Regions from separate parts of the Sus scrofa genome. Here region 2 is linked to region 1. Evidence: chromatin contacts called from public promoter capture Hi-C data. All regions are on one chromosome and are shown on one strand. The core of a region is the stretch at or near the end of the contact, and the rest is flanking DNA. Distances in the headings are between cores, read along the strand shown.

Region 1 (5,156 bases), core at 1,904-4,403:
TGCCATCCCTGGAAGAATTCTGCTTGGATAAGCAAGACTTTGAATTGCCTAAATGGTTTCTAACTGACTCCCCTTCTATCCTAGTTGTACACACAAAGTAGCAATTTGTTTGCTCTCATGCCTAAGACTGGCAACAATTGGTGGTGAGGCCCCACAGTGCAACTTATTTTATTGTGGGCTTTATACAGGCTGGAATTAGGGAAAGAGATGAGAAAGAAAGAAAAGCGGAACAGAAATAAGAGAAGGATGTGGCGGTTGATAATGTGTGTTCACTGATAAATGCATATCTTTATGTAGAAGAGTGGTTTTTAACTAGGGAAGATTCTGCACCCTCCCCCCGAAGGTTCCCACATTAAATATACTCCATGCAGTTCAATTTACACTTGCTAAAAGTTATTCACTATTTCTCTGAAATTCAAACTTAACTAGGCACTTGTATTTTCATTTGCTAAATATGGCACCCCTATCCGGGGGACATGGGGCAATGTCCGAAGGCATTTTTGATTATCCATGACTTGGGAGTTGTTAAAAAATAAACTGAGGCACATTGACATTTTTAAGTTTATGTGAGAGAAAATCAATTCGTATCAGGCAGGGAGAAATAGGAAGTGGTTAGGAACCTCCTCCCAACAGGAACTGGGGGCAAGACTTTTATAGATGAAACACAGAAACCACGCAAGCAAAGTATTTGATATATACCTTAAGTGGGTGTCTTCTTTGGGACACTCTAAGTTAGCTGCTTGAGAGTGGTTATCCTTAGGTTTTGGTTCCTTAACCTTGGGTCATTTCTAGGTTTAGCTATGGTGGTTTAAAAAGGCAGCTAAGGCATTAGAATCACCTCAGTTTAATCATCTCCTTGTTTAATTACGTTCACAGCTACTAGCATCTAGTAGGTAGAGGCCTGGGATGTTGCTAAATATTCAGCAAGGCCCAGGACAGTCTCCTCAAAGCAGAGAATGATCTGGTCCAAAATGTCAACATTGTCACTGTTGAGAAGCCCTGATGTAGAAGGATTTTTATTTTTTGTCTTTCTAGGGCCACGCCCACGGCCTATGGAAGTTCCCAGGCTAGGGGTCAAATTGGAGCTGGAGCTGGAGCCTACCACAGACAAAGCAACTTGGGATCCAAGCAGTGTCTGCGACCTACACCTCAGCTCATGGCAACACTGGATCCCTAACCCACTGAACGAGGCCAAGGAACCTGCATCCTCAAGGATACCAGTCAGGTTCGTTACCGCTGAGCCAAAACGGGAAATGCCAAAGTATATTTTTTGTCTCTAAAGAAGGTGATAGGGATGGAGTCGGCACAGATAGTTGTAGAAGTCCCAGTAAAGGATCATGGATAGAGAGGGAAATCCAGGGGACTTTGGGAGATCACTGGAAGTTAATAAATTGCTCATAAAAGCCGTCAGAACAAGGCAGGCTTGCTAGACTAGTGGAAGTTTGAGAATTGCCTCAGGTCATTGAATGGGGGATGGGATGAGGCCTACATGCAGATTCAGACCCAGGGCAGGACTTAGAGGATCGCCCTTCTGCTGCTTTGAATCCACACCTTACCAAATACTACTGCTACTACTCCCAGAAAGGAAGAGGTGGTATTTTCCAACCCCCACTCCCTTGGATAAAAAAACTGTAGCCCACCAGATCCTCTGGGCAGAACTTCCGTGCCTGCCAGCTTACACCTCTCACAAGCTTCCCATCCTATTCCTATCCAAATAAATCTATTTCTTGCCTATCACTTTGTCCCTCGCTGAATTCCTTCTGCTCAGAGACATGAAGAACCTGAACCTCAGTGAGTCCAGACACAGGGTGAGTGATTCTAATTTAAATGTGTGAGTTCAAGTCCCAATCTGGGTTTAGGCCAGGTTTGAATCCCAGCACCTGGGTTCAAGTCCCAATCTGTGTTCTGGCTAGGTTCAGGCTGTTAGTACTGTCAGTTTCAAAGGTACCTAGTGGAGTTTCTGCTGTGGCATGATGGGTTAAGAATCTGACTGCAGCAGCTCAGGTCACTGCAGAGGCATGGGTTCAATCCCTGGCCCAGTGCAGTAGGTTAAAGGATCCTGCACTGCTGCAGCTGCAGTGTAGGTCACAGCTGAGGCTCAGGTCCGATCCTTGGCCTGGGAACTTTCGCATGCCATGGTATGGCCACAAAAATAAAAAGTACCTAGTATGGCTAAAATAGCACCACAGGAAAACGACATGCATATACATGCGTAAGTACATATATTTTTCCCCAGAGAACATATTTGCAAAGTTTCTTTCCTTTAAATCTACAAGCTATGATGATCTAAAGTTTTATCATGGTAATTTCTTCAATTTCTCCCAGGGGTGATATGACAAAATTCAAATCACATTTGGGGAAAAATACTCAAACATAGTAAGTGATTCTCCAGGATCCCACAGAGCCCTAAGGAAAATAGAATTAAAGCTCACAAATGCTAAACACATTACTATTCTAATAAAGCCAGCCTGTCTGCACCTCTCCTGTTCAACTCTCACCATGTTCAGAATAGGGTGACTGCAAGAGGGCTTTAGTTTCCAAGAGATCAAAAGTTTTCACAACTGATTAGTATCCAGAAAGCAACAGCCTCCTTTAACCTTGAGATGCAAATAGCCCAGGATTGTCAAGGGATCTGAAGGGATGGAGGATTTGATGGAAGATCAAATTCCCGACATTTCCAGGGCAATTAGTTTCACATGCAAAGTCACAGGAAGGTCCTGCCTACTCTCCTTGAGCAAAAGCTGTAATAAGACTCCGAGCTTCACAAACTTGAACTAATTGGTCTGTACCCACCAGGTAGAGTTCATTATTGTCACCCCCATTTCATAAAACACAGAAGATGGGTAGAAGTCGTTTTATTCCACCACCACTGGGCACAGGATTCTTTAACATTGCCCTCTTCGGATCACTATACATTAACTCCAGGTACCAAGGTGGAGACTGCTCTGCTAAATATTCATCCTAGAGGGAAGGAAAGGTCTAGAATTAAGTTAAACCTCTTTGCAGGTGTCTCTTAACGGTCCACTTGAACGTGAGTTCTGGCCTCATAAAGGTTTAAAACAGTTCAGTACTCTGATCTAATTCCAGGAAACCAGGGAGGAAGTTTCTGTCAATTACAGCCAGGACTTTGGAGCATGAGCTAAACTGATTTTGAAAGATCTGATCGTTGAACTGCTTCCCTCACACTGGCGGCCAGGACTGGAGCCACGGGTGACTTCTCTGGATGTGCCCTGCCAATCGAGATCCAGCCAGGTGGCCCAGTCCATTTGGTGGCTCAAATGCAGCCTGTTGTCACAATGAATTTTCCACTCACAAAGGTACAGTTATGTCTGCATGTCTTTTGTCATCACCTCAGCTCTCTGAAGGGCAGCATGTCAGCTTCCTCCAGGGCCATTTAATGGCTGGGGAATATTCCACAGGAGACCCTGTCTGACTGCCGAGGTTTATGACAATCCCAGGCTCTCTAGGGCTCTCACCTTGATGCTTCCCTTCCTCTGGCACCGATAAAGCTTTATCTTATGCAAGCTGGCAGCTTGCTTTCTCAAACAGGCCAAAAGATACTGGCCACAAAGACTTGCCCAGAGGGAATGTGGCCAGGCAAAGATGCTGGCAGAATCCTAGCTGGCAGGAATGACTAGCTGAACAGCTCAGCACTGGCGTTCTCACCCTTTTGGGCTTTCCACTATCTTTCAAGAAAAGGTGAGACTGATAACAGGAGGTCCAGGGCCTACAGAGGTTTCTGCCCCCCTTACTTCTCAGGGGTGCTTGTAACCGTAAGATGCAGTAGTTAAGAATAGGGCTCAAGTCTCTGCCAATTTACTAGCTTTGCAACCTCACACAAGTTACTTTTTAACTGCAATTTCCTCATCTATAAATGGGGGGGGGGATAATGATACTGAGAACACAAAGAGTTGTAAGGAGCAATAAATGAACCACTGGGACATGGTAAGGACCCAATCACTGTGACCTTGTACAGTGGTAGTGGCAGGGGAGGTGGTGGTTTGGGCTTCCCCATCAATGGAAGTCATAGGCAAATTTAGGCCTTCAGCCCCGTTCGATCACACCCACAGAAATCAATCAATCATGAAAAACCAAACCAAACCAAACTTCAAGTTGCCTCATTTTCTTGTTTGCCTGTTGCATTCTAAAACCCCTCTCTATCCCCACCCAGTCCCAGTGTCCTACTCCTGGCCTGTTTTTACCAGAAATCTATATTACCCTTTGACCTTCACACAGCCCTGTTATGTGCACTCAGTGACATTAAAATCCTCCTGCCCATTACATCAAAATTCCTGCTGTCTCCATCACTCTAGTCTCCCCCAGTGACACAGCATGCAAACTTGACCAGCCCTGGGCACTGGTAGGTCACACTGCTACCATCAAAGGGTGACTTGAGGAGTGCCAGGAGGCCATGCTTATCCAAGGACCTCCCCTCTGGTCAGTCTCAGAGCCTTCCTTTCATCCTTATGGGCCTAAATGTTTCAGTGTAAAAATTCCAGTTTAGACGACATCAAGTAACTACAGAGATATTCATGTATTACATGAGAGGTAAAGGAAAACCACCTCTCTTACTAGGTACCCAGTAAGTCTTTAGTTCACTAAAGTTGATCAGATTAGTGCATTGAAAAGAGAGCATACTGGAGCTCCTGTTGGGGCTCAGCAGAAACAAATCTGACTAGTAACCATGAAGATGCAGATTTGATCCCTGATCTCGCTCAGTGGGTTAATGACCTGGTGTTGCCATGAGCTGTGGTGTAGGTCGCAGACACGGCTCAGATCCCACATTGCTATGGCTGTGGTGTAGGCCAGCGGCTACAGCTCCAATTCGACCCCTCACCTGGGAACCTCCATGTGCCATGGATGTGGCCCTAAAAAGACCAAAAAAAAAAAAAAAATAGCCAGCACCTACTGAGTGCTGATACAGCCAAGGGCTTTCTATGTCATATTTATGTCTCACAACAATCCAAAATATGTACTGCTATCAGTCCCACTTTACAGATAATGCTTGAGATAACTGAGTCACTTGCTGACATAATTGGGATTTTAAGTCAAGCCTTATAGAGTGTAGGAAATAATATTCTCTCAGTGCTAATTATTATTTCTTTTTGTGTCATCGATTCCTCAGGGATTTAAACCATTCACTATTTTTTATGTAC
Region 2 (5,156 bases), core at 1,631-4,130, 66 kb after region 1:
TCTTATATAAACTAGTAGGCTTTTCATTTAGCTCAGATGATATTACTCATTCTCTGGTTTTAGGGTATAATGTAAATAATAGAAAATGGGCCACATTTAATTAGAATTAGAAAACGTAATGAAATTTGGATGTTTATTGCTTTTTACTAGTCATGTGATCCTGGGAGTAGTTTATTTGAATTTCTCTCCTAAGTAGATGCTATTAAATATTTTTCCCTTTCTCACTCAAATTTTCTATTTATTCAGTTTATTCATTTATGTTTTGGTAGGAGAGCTTTTGCTAGTGCCATAGCACTAGGGAGAAGGTAGCAAGCATTGAGTTTGTTGTTTCTTCTGCAGTTTTCAATATTTATTTCATTAGTTTTCTTCTTAAGATAGGAGAGGGAGTGCTGTAGTTTTTCCCCATGGTTTAGCACTGTAACTATTTTGTAACTAAGATACTATATAATCAAATATGGTAACATCTGCTTTAGCAACATTAATTCCTCAATTAACTTTTCATTGTTAAGACATTACTCATTGTAGGAGTTCCCCTTGTGGCTCAGTGATTAACGAATCAGACTGAGAACCATGAGGATGCAGGTTCATCCCTGGCCTTGCTCAGTGGGTTAATGATCTGGCGTTGCTGTGAGCTGTGGTGTAGGTCGCAGACGTGGCTTGGATCCCGAGTTGCTGTGGCTCTGGCATAGGCCCGTGGCTACAGCTCCGATTGGACCCCCGCCTGAGAACCTCCATATGCCGTGGGAGCGGCCCAAGAAATGGCAAAAAAAGACCAAAAAAAAAAAAAAAAGACATTACTCATTGCTTTGTGTTTCATTTTCAGATCAAGAATAGGCTTTGGTTTTTTGTTTTGTTTTGTTTTGATGGATAGCAGATAATCCAGCCAAGTGGATAAATGTCTTTCCACCTCTACACCCCATTTCTATACACTCAGATTTTCTGCTAATAATGAAAGTTATGTATTTGTTGAATTTAGGAGTACTAGGTTATTGACCTTAAATTTCTTAGTATTCACAGGACTGTAGTAACAGGTAACTTGGTTTTAAAACACGAGTATTAAACCTCTAAATGTTTAGCTTGTGGATAAGGGTAATGTGGTGAAGACCATGATCCCCTGATGAAAAACGAATGTCACGTGGTCCATTATGTAGCTTTTGGAGCAAGTATTCTTAAAGCTATTTCTTTGCTCTGTTGGTTAGAATCATTTTTTAAAAGGAGCAAATTTTCCTGGCCTGGGTAACTTGTTACCTGAACAAACTGTCTTTGTCACTGTTCATTTAGGAATGTTTTATTGTTTTTAAAAGGTTTTTTTAAATACTGCTATTTTACAGGGAGCATAATATATTTTTACCTCTATCATAAAAGTATCTTCTGAAATCTTAGTAGCTTTAAGATTAAGAGGTCATGTAAATACAGGTTTTAATGTTGGGAATCATTCTTCCCTAATACAGCTTTGTGTTTCGCTTTTTTTTTTTTTTTTTTTAATCATGTTTCAGTATTAGGTACTTAAATTGTTCCCTGTGGTTTTACACACATAGCTTTTGGTATATATATTTTATTATGTATACATATATGTTAGGTACTGGTTTGCTGCACTTACTTGTTAGCCTGGTAACAAGACCTTGGAAGTACAAATAATATGTGGTCTATCTACCATGATTCTTATTTGCCTATAAATAGTTAAAATGTTGCTAATGATGATATAGTACTTTAGAATTCTTAATGGCATTTATTACTTTTCCCTTGGTTACAACATAATGTTCATGGGGAAGAATTTGCCAAATACAGGAAAAAGAAAATAGACAATAAAAGAGCCCATTATTTAAAACCATTACTCTGAATATTGTATTTGTCTCTGTCTCTTGCTGCCTCTGTTTTTCTGACTCTCTTGTGTCTTTAAGTGTGGATATTCACACAGCAAAACACAACTTTAACCTAAACACATAAGTTTAACCATCTAAAAATAGTGCTAAGTATTTTTTCCTGATCAAAGAATGAAGTCTTTATAATAACTTTAAACAAAAAGTAGAAACCATATGAAAAATACAGACCTATTTGACTTTTTTTTTAAGAAGTAAAATTTTAAGGCTAGGAAAAAGACTTCTTGCTAATAAATCTGTTTCATTTTTCATATTCTTTTATTCACAGTTAGGACTGGATTATGTGTATCCTTTGTCTTTTTCGGGGGGTATTTATTTTAGCAAAGCATATTCTTGAACTTCTAGCAAGAAAAAATAGCATAAGGACTAGTAAAGTTTTTTCTTATTCATTTTACTGATTATTCTTAATGCAGATTGGAAGCAGCATTGACCATCTTGTGAGTAAAAGCTTTATTTTAGCTCTTACTTTCAACCAAGTTTGCCTCTACAACATGGACCCAAACCATTATCAAATAAATTAACTTGATATTTTATCAGCAGTGAGCAGCAAAATAAGCAGAAAATGGGGAATAAAGTGGAAGACCAAAATGAACAGTAATTATTTACAAATTGAATAATCAATCCTTGACTTAACTGAATATCGGCTGTGTTCATATAGCCATAGAAGCATGTGTACAGGACTTGAGGATGGTAACTTGTAGTAGTTGGCATTAAAAATCCAGTGAGTGAGTAGTGCTGGCTTGTTCAGAGTTAAGTATTCTCTTTGGGGACTCTTAGTCCTGCCCTACTTACTATTGCTGGAGTGTTTTGAGGGCAAGTGTAAAAGTGTATGTATAAAAGCACTGTGGATTGATTGTAGTTGTGGATTTTATCCTTATAAAGGCAGTGGTTTAATATTGCTTTAAGGTGAAAACCTTCAGAACGTGAGCAGCTTCTTACATACTTTACTCCGGTCATTCCCTGGTAATTTCCTATAATTTTGTTGGTAGAACAGATCCTTGACATTTGTCTGAATTTTGTGTGTGTTTTAAAAAAACTGGTGAGAGATCCCCCTCTAGTGTCTGAATTATCCATTCTTAAAACAATCATAGGAAGTTTTAGGAATTAAACTAGATTTTTTTTCCTTTCACATCTGGACATAATTTTTTTCTTAACTTTCTTTTTTTGGGGAGAAGGAGGGAGTTATTTTCCTTTCTTTAAAAGGTCACTGGAATTATGGGTAGGGTGTGGATTGAGGGCAACAGAAAACATGGGAAAGGAAGGGTCAAAAATGCCATTTCTACCTTTTTAGAAATAGTTATTTTTAAATGATCTGGAATAAGGCCAAACTATACAGTGTTGTTTTGTTTTAGTTTACATTTGCTTCTGAATTAAGTGCAGCTTAAAAATACTTTGTTTTGGAATTCTTTATGCCATCAGACCTCATCTTAAGAACACTGCAGTTTCTGGAAAGCAACCATTTCATTTAAAATAGAGCCTGATACTCTTCATGGAAGTGTTCTAACTTTGTTACTTTTTGTTATTTTGTTGCCATATTTTACCATGGATATACTTTATATTATGATGGTGTGCTAATGGCAAGGTGTCATTTTACATAGTTCCCATTGTTTTTCAACGGAGGAAATAAGGAAATTCTTAAATTATTGGCTCTCTGCCACCTCACCCTCTTAAACACACAGCACTCAAACACACAGGCCTTCAGTTAAGAATCTTGTGAAGGGTTAGGGAAACAGGACCTTTCTCATTTGACCCATGGGCTTTTGTAGCTTGAACAAGGAAAGTAGTGTTCTAAACGCTACAGCATTTATGAAGGCTCTAGTAAAAATATTTCATGTACGTGGACTAGAGATTAACTCTTTTCATCTTGTTCTCCAACAAATTAAACAATGAAAACAGATTGCAAGTGCATTCTTGGCCATGCAATGCTTGGATGAATTTTAGTCCTAATTGCTATTGTTCATTCCCACAGCTGCATTTTGACACTTCTAACTGCCCAAGTCACGCATTCTTCAGCCAGTAGGATAAACAAAGCATTTTGAAATCCATTACTTTGTGGCATCTTAAGTTGCATGCACATAGGTCATTGGCTGCCTTTATTTTATTTTGGTTCCATTGTTGGCAAAATTAGAAAAAAAAATTATTTCTTTACATTTATACATAAAAAATTTTGTGATAGAATTATAACTGGGTTTTATATAAAAATCCATTAATAGTCTTAAATTTTGAAGGAGGCCATAGAAATAATTTGTATTTTTGTTATCAAACCAGTTAGGAGACAGCTTTTCTCTGAGATTTGAAAGAAAGTAATAGGATTTTGCTTTTCTATTTTAGTAGAACAGTGTTCTGAATGTAAATCTAGAAGCCACATTTATTCTGTGATTTAGCATGTCATTTATATGCATAATGGTTCCTTTAAAATTTGAATACTGTTTATTAATTGAAGTATTTGAAATAAATGTGAAAATTATATTTGAGAAATTTGAGTGCCAATTATAACCAAGCTTTCCTCATTTAAAAAATTGAACTTTGTGATGACTGAAAAACCGTACAATAAAAGTGAGGTATGTGTAACTTAAGTTACCAAATTTTTATTTTTTCACTTTTTCTAAAACTTAAAGTCAGTGATTTGAATTACCATATTCACAGGCATCTGATATAACAATTCCTCAGTAATCGGAGCTTTAGATGTTAAGTTAATACTACTACAGTTTTACATTTTCACAGTATTTATTCCTCAGAATGTCTTTGAATTCTTAAATCCATGTAAGCATGAGAATTTCATTTTTATTTTTATTTTTATTTATTTATTTATTTATTTTTTTGTCTTTTTGCTATTTCTTGGGCCGCTCCCGCGGCATATGGAGGTTCCCAGGCTAGGGGTTGAATCAGAGCTGTAGCCACCGGCCTACACCAGAGCCACAGCAACGCAGGATCCGAGCCACGTCTGCAACCTACACCACAGCTCATGGCAACGCCGGATCGTTAACCCACTGAGCAAGGGCAGGGACCGAACCCGCAACCTCAGGGTTCCTAGTCGGATTCGTTAACCACTGCGCCACGACGGGAACTCCAGAATTTCATTTTTAATAACCAGACATTTTGCCATCTCACGTCTTAAATGCAAGGTGTTCTTTTCAAAGTCAGCTCTTTCTTATAAAAATATTATTTAATATTTCTAGACTCTAATAGGTGATACCATCTCTAGTAATAATAGTTAACATTTATTGAGCACCTCCTATGTCCACTGTACCTTTGTGTACCATTTATTTGATAAGG

What was found. Promoter capture Hi-C pulls out the DNA fragments that hold promoters and counts their contacts.
Region 2: a promoter capture Hi-C map of liver shows a contact between it and region 1, with 4 times the contacts expected there. The contact joins two enhancer-like sites. A contact is called at or near these places in 1 of 5 promoter capture datasets (liver), 21 of 47 Hi-C or Micro-C datasets (alveolar macrophages, blood, brain and 11 more) and 2 of 2 datasets of contacts at active chromatin or transcription factors (alveolar macrophages and skeletal muscle).

What each region holds. Positions count from the first base shown.
Region 1 is chr16:65,455,143-65,460,298 of Sscrofa11.1, forward strand. All of the region lies in intron 2 of LOC110257284 (a long non-coding RNA gene), which reads right to left. Among named protein-coding and RNA genes, the nearest start is that of CLINT1, 40 kb to the right of the region's middle. Within about 2 kb of position 3,154, at least 7 of the 83 cell types and tissues checked have an H3K27ac peak or open chromatin away from gene starts, as enhancers often do. A contact at or near this core is called in fetal liver and liver, where this site is marked.
Region 2 is chr16:65,521,426-65,526,581 of Sscrofa11.1, forward strand. The region is part of intron 1 of CLINT1 (clathrin interactor 1); the gene reads left to right. Among named protein-coding and RNA genes, the nearest start is that of CLINT1, 27 kb to the left of the region's middle. Within about 2 kb of position 2,881, at least 22 of the 83 cell types and tissues checked have an H3K27ac peak or open chromatin away from gene starts, as enhancers often do. A contact at or near this core is called in fetal liver and liver, where this site is marked.